2 separate regions of the Mus musculus genome follow, and region 2 is linked to region 1. A link is a contact called in public Hi-C data. All regions are on one chromosome and are shown on one strand. The core of a region is the stretch at or near the end of the contact, and the rest is flanking DNA. Distances in the headings are between cores, read along the strand shown.

The links. Hi-C and Micro-C count contacts between places; a contact is called where the count stands out from the background.
Region 2: a contact with region 1 is called in a Hi-C map of LSK cells, with 6 times the contacts expected there. The contact joins the promoter of Asap2 here to the promoter of Hpcal1 in region 1. A contact is called at or near these places in 1 of 39 promoter capture datasets (cranial neural crest) and 1 of 484 Hi-C or Micro-C datasets (LSK cells).

What each region holds. Positions count from the first base shown.
Region 1 is chr12:17,689,367-17,692,179 of GRCm38.p6, reverse strand. Hpcal1 (hippocalcin-like 1) reads right to left here and starts at 1,371. Exons shown (of 5, transcript NM_001361645.1): 1 at 1,134-1,371.
Region 2 is chr12:21,110,411-21,113,223 of GRCm38.p6, reverse strand. Asap2 (ArfGAP with SH3 domain, ankyrin repeat and PH domain 2) reads right to left here and starts at 1,468. Exons shown (of 29, transcript NM_001135192.1): 1 at 1,055-1,468. The coding sequence starts at 1,180.

The sequences.
Region 1 (2,813 bases), core at 122-2,621:
AGTCTACAGAGCCGGCCACTTTCTCAACGCAACTCTAATTCCAGATCGACATCCTCCAAGCACTTGTTGAACAAAAGGGCTCGCGAGTCTGTAGTCGCAGCCTTCCGGAACGCTGCCGGGGCGCAGGAGCCTTCCGGGCTAGCGCCCTACGCTGCGAGCTCCCCGCACACCCGAAGGCCGTGTCAAGCAGCCAGTAAGGTGCGGAGAGAAGGCAACGCACCCAGCCGCCTAAACTTTCTCAATCTCTCCAAGCTTTCGCTGTGAAGTTAGATCAAGGAAGGAGGCACAAACCACCGTATAGGAGGAAATGAGAGCGTCATCCTCAATAAAGGCAGAAAAAGATTTAAAGAGATGAGAATCCAATGAAGAGCACCTACTGTGCGCAAGACTCTGGGTCAAGAACTACGTGTAGTACGTTCTCACACTGTCAAGATAGCCCCTGAGGGGCCGCCCTCACTTGATACAGACGCCAACTGCGACTCAAAAAGGTGGCCCATCTCAGTCAGGCTCAGGTCTCAGGGCGGGTCACGGCGAGGCCAGGGCTGGGTTGGTCTTTCCCACTGTCCCAGAGCTGAACACAGCCAAGCGGGTCCCCATCCCTCATCAAAGCTCACAATTATCCAAGTGAACCTTGTGGACCTGCCGCCCCCACCCCACCCCGTGAGGGGTGTCAACGCCCGCTGCCACCAGGCAGGCACTTTGCCCATCGGATTCTAGTCGTACCCTCAGGTTCCTGAGCTACGCACTGCGCGGAGCGACACCAACCGGGGGCTCAGCTTGCCCGGGCAGACCGCCCACGCCCACCCCGCCACCCCCACTCTGCGCACAGCGGCTCCCCCCTCGACCCCGCCAGCACTAGTCCCCATCCCCACCGGCAACTGTGCCCTGACACACAATTCCACAAACGTAGTCTGAAAAGTGCACATCCCATCGAGCGCAACGATCCCCACGAGGACACGCCATTCTAGAGCCACGCCACCGTCCGCGGTCAGCTGCAAGCCCACTACGCAGAGAAACAGGCACCATCAGTACCGGCGCACACACACCCGTTCACTCACAGCCGGGTCGCAGCGAGCGGGTCACACACGCTCCCTCCATGCAACCCCGCAGTCCCGCAGTTTCCCCTTTCCTACCGGCTCTGGAGCTGGACGCGGTCCGCTGGCTTCTCGAGCCCAAGTTCTGCGGTGGCCGAGGCTGGGGAGGTGACCGAGAGAGCGGGCGTTTGCGCTCCCGCAGCCGCCGCGCCTGCTCTGCGACCTTCGCCGCTCGGAGAGACAAAAGGATCCGCCGGCCCAGGAGAGAGCGAGGTGTGGGCGACGGCCGCTCTGCAGGTCCACCACCCGCAGCCGCCGCCAGCCCGGGAAGGAAGGGAAGAGAAGGCGGGACCCGGAGGCGGAGGCCGGGGCGGGGCGCATCGCAAGGGCGGGCACTCAAGTTTCCAACGGACCCGCCTCCTGCTTCGACCACGCCCCCAGTCTTAGCCCCGCCTCAGCCGCAGCCTGGTCACGCCCCCGCCCTTTGCCACACCCGCTGCTGGACCCTCGGTGCGCCCACTCTGGTCCATATAGCTCCCTGATCACTCGCAGATTCTCAGCGCAGCAGAGGATACGATGGGTGTTAAGGCCACTGGGACTCGGGACGGGGAGACTCTGGGGGGGTGGAAGGGGAAGGAGAGCAGGGGAGGGGCCGAGCACTGGCCCCACCTCCCTAACCCTTGGCCTCTGGCCTGCGGGTGGGGAGAGGCCGAGAGGCGGTGCCCAAAAGGGCCGGCCTTACGCCAGCACCCACCCACCCCGCCCCCGCCCCCGCCCCCGCCGTACTTGGAAGGAAGTACAGTCCCAATGGCCAGGGAAGTGGAAAAGAGGCTTGAGTTGCCCTAGGCTCCCCAGGACCATCTGGGATGCCTGCAAGGATCTCCTCCCTCTCCACATCAGTCCCGTGTGCATCTGTCACCCACTTTCCTGCGCGTGGTTTAAGAGAAGAGCTTGGCCTGGAGGTGGAAGACCTACGTTCCAGCTGTAATTACTTCTGCTAACTCATCCAGCCATCTTGCCAAGAAAACCCTTGGATTCCCTCAGCCTCGGTTTCCTCACCAATAAACTGGACAACGAGGAGATCCAGAATCCTTCTTGGGGTCTTTGCCTCCCTGACATTCAGTGTGGTTTCAGTTTCCTGGTGAGGAGGCGGGGGCTTGGTTGACATCTCCCATAATAGGGACATCTGGCCTTGTGGGTCCCAGTGGTGCTTCCTTCAGACTCCCAGCATACTCTGGCAGATCGCACCTGCCATGCCCACCCACTGCAAATATCCCAGAAGACAGGTAACCACAGAAACAGCTTATATGAGGAGCTGGGCGAGCCTGTTGTGCAGAGATGAAACTGTCTCTCTGGCGTCTCTAGGGAAAAACTCAAATCCCTCCTTCAAATCCTCCTCCACAAAAACATGTGAGTGAACTCCTACTATTCAGGAGGCTGCCAGGGGTACCTGTAGTAGAGCAGCTCGGAGGTGGAGCTCTGGGGCCTTCTCCACTCCTCCCTGCCTCTGGTGCAGAAAGGCAAAACTAAACCCAGAGGGCTCAAGGGAATGACAGCTGTGAGAGTTAACAGCGCACCACCTGACTGATTTCGAGGGCTAACCTTTGGGTCTCTCTGGCCATGATCGCTTCCTTCTCAGTAAAGACCCCACGGGAGGTCAGTCTGCCCCTTTCTGTAGCACAGCACCACACAGGTATCTAGGGTTACAGGTAGGAGGTTCCCAGAAAGTGGATGGCTGAGGCAGAAGCCTTCAGATATCCTGTTAGCTAGGGCGGGTTG
Region 2 (2,813 bases), core at 219-2,718, 3.4 Mb before region 1:
AAGTATTTTAAAATATCTACCTCGATCTTAAAATTCTAAGCAAAAGAAATGTAGTCATCGGTTCACTACTGCTACACATGTGTGTCTCGTTCTCGTACCTATTGTGAGTCCAGCTGGACGCACATGGCCTACAGAGCCGAAAACACGAAACTCTAAATTCTGTTGGGGAGGTAAAGAAAATGATGTAAGTGAGGCTTTCCCAAGTCGCGGACAGCTGCGGTCCCTGGACTCACACAGCCTCTTCCAAGCCTGCTTCAATTTTCAACCCAAACTGCTTCCTTCTTGCAGTCCCTCTTCCCCGGGATCTGGAGAGCTCGCTGCTTAGCCACTCAATACAATGACTATGCATCTTGAAAGCCCTTACTAAAAGCAGGCCTTTTCCAGGTTAAGGGCAAAGGAGCTGACCATACTGTCAACAGGCACCACACAGGTAGCCCAGAGGCGGCCACCAAAGGCCTTTTGGATCTCAAAGCTCTGGTTCTCCACATCCCTCGACAGCGCTGCTCTGTGGCACGCAGTGGGAACTGCCAGGCCTCCCAAGATGGGATGGGCACCCGTGCCTAAGCAGCTTGGGGTCCCCTGGATCTGCTCTGCTTGTTGGCTCAGAAGCCACAGCTGCCCCCGCCGGGCTACTTCTGGAACAAGTTGGAGAGGTCCGCGCAGGGAGACCCATCTCTCCGGGGCCCGTAGAGCTCGCAGGGGTCCCCGGTTCGCAGCCGCCACAGACTCAGAGCCGAAGTTGACCTCTCCGAGGTGGGAGCAAAGGACCTGAAACCCTGCGAGGGAAATGGGAACAGACAGGAGCGTTCCCAAAAAAGGCCCAAGGTGGCCTAGCAGCCTCTCCCTAGAGCAGGGAACAAAGGGCTTCTGTGTCGGGCACTGCTGGCCCGGCTGCGTCCGGCTCTGGGGGACCAGAAACTTTTCCAGGGTGTGGGCGCAGGCGGAGGGCACTGGGTCTCGGGCACCAGGCGCGAAAGCCCAGCGGGTCCCCAGGACGCAGCGGGATTACCGCGACCCTAGCCTCCCGCCCGGCGCCAGCGATGCTACCGCTCACCTCCTCGATGGCCGCCACGGTGTTCCGGCACTGGGCCGTGCGCGTGGTGAAGCTAGAGGCCGTGGGCGCCTTGTAGTCCTCATGGGTCTCGGCCACGAATTCCGACACGGAGATCTGGTCCGGCATCGCTGCAACACCGGGGCGCGGACTGCCGCCGCCGCCTCAGTCGCCCAGGGCGCGGGCTCCGACCCCGCCGCAGCAGCCGCTCAGGGACACGGACAAAGAGGAGCGCGGGGCGCGGAAGCCGCCGCAGGGCGCGGGAGCCACCGCGGGACGCCCGGTGGCAGCAGGGGCGCGTGCAGCCCGCAGCTCTGCCCGCTGTGCTCCTGGAGCCGCAGCCGCCGCCGCCGCGTCCTCTTCGAGCGAGCCCAGACGCGGGCGCGCACAGCCGGCGGGAACAACCCGCCACCAAGCCGCTGGCCCGGACGCCTCCCGCGGAGAGGGGCGGGCCCGACTAGGGAGGGGGCGGTGGCCCGATGGGCGGGGCGGGGCGCAGGCCTGGCCGCCAATCGGGGCGCTCGCCGCCACTGCGCCGCCGAGAAGCTGAGGCCGCAGGAAGGAGGGCGATGTGCGCTCGGGACTGGTCAGCGGCTGTGTGCCGCCGCATTGTGTCTGCCTTCGGGACGTGCTGGGGTTCGAGGGCGCGCCCTTTCCCGGGCTGCGGTGCCGGCTCCCACCCCGCACCCGCCATGACCTCTAGCAACATTACCCAGAGGGCGTGGAGTGGAACCCGGGATACTGGCTTCCCGGCTGGAGGGGAGCCCACCCTTTTGCTCCCCAATTCCACCCTTGGCCTCGGAACCCCCTGAATTCCCCACCAGAACCTCAGGAAAGGGCCAGTGAGACAGTGTGGGTAGCTCGCCCCCTACAGGACAGTGAAATCCTCCAGGGCACTTTAGCGGGACAAGATGTAGGGACCATGTGTCTGTGCACCTTCTCACAGCCTCAAGAAGCCAAGAGTAAAGGCAGGTATTTTGCATAGGGAGGTGACCATGGTACAAGCCGAAGGGGAATTCAAACCCATGACCTTCGACTTGGAAGAATACTCCAACCCCTAGTAAGCATCTTGTTCCCTAAGCTTGTACATTTAGGGACACTCCCAGTTACTTGAAAACAGTTTTAGGGTGCTAGGCCAGGCTTCACCCTGAGGAAATCATAGAATGCACTGATTGATGTGCTGTCGGAAGTGAGGGATACCCAAGAGAACCAGAGGTAGAGCATGGTTGGGGGTGTGTGTGAGGTATTGTACCTGAAGGTTCTCAGAGAGTACTCCAACCCACAGCTGACTGATCACAGACACAACTGGGCCAATAAATCATTTGAATTAGGACATTTTCGTCTATAGCTCATTCAGAAATTCTCAGCTGTATTTTAAAAACCCAGAGGTTCTGAAGACACTAGTCAAAAATCACACCCTCTAACTCCCCGAGGCAAGAGGCACGGTTACTGCTGCTGCCAACAATACAGCCTAGAGAAACTTTACAAAAACCTTTTGTATGTCTGAAAAGGAGGGAATGTGAGGGACATTGTAAACCCAACATGGGAAATAAAAGTGGTCTCCTACTGCCATAGGACAGTAGACCAGTCAATCTTTTTAAGGCTCCCATGTACAAATCTGCTGTATGAGGTGGCAGCTGGGGTCAGACATTATGTATGGCTTCTGGTATTTTACCAGCACTGCGTGTGAATAAGTTCAGCCTTCAAAAATAGCTGCGCCAGTGGGTAGCTTTTATTCCTGCGCAAGGGAATAAATTGCAAT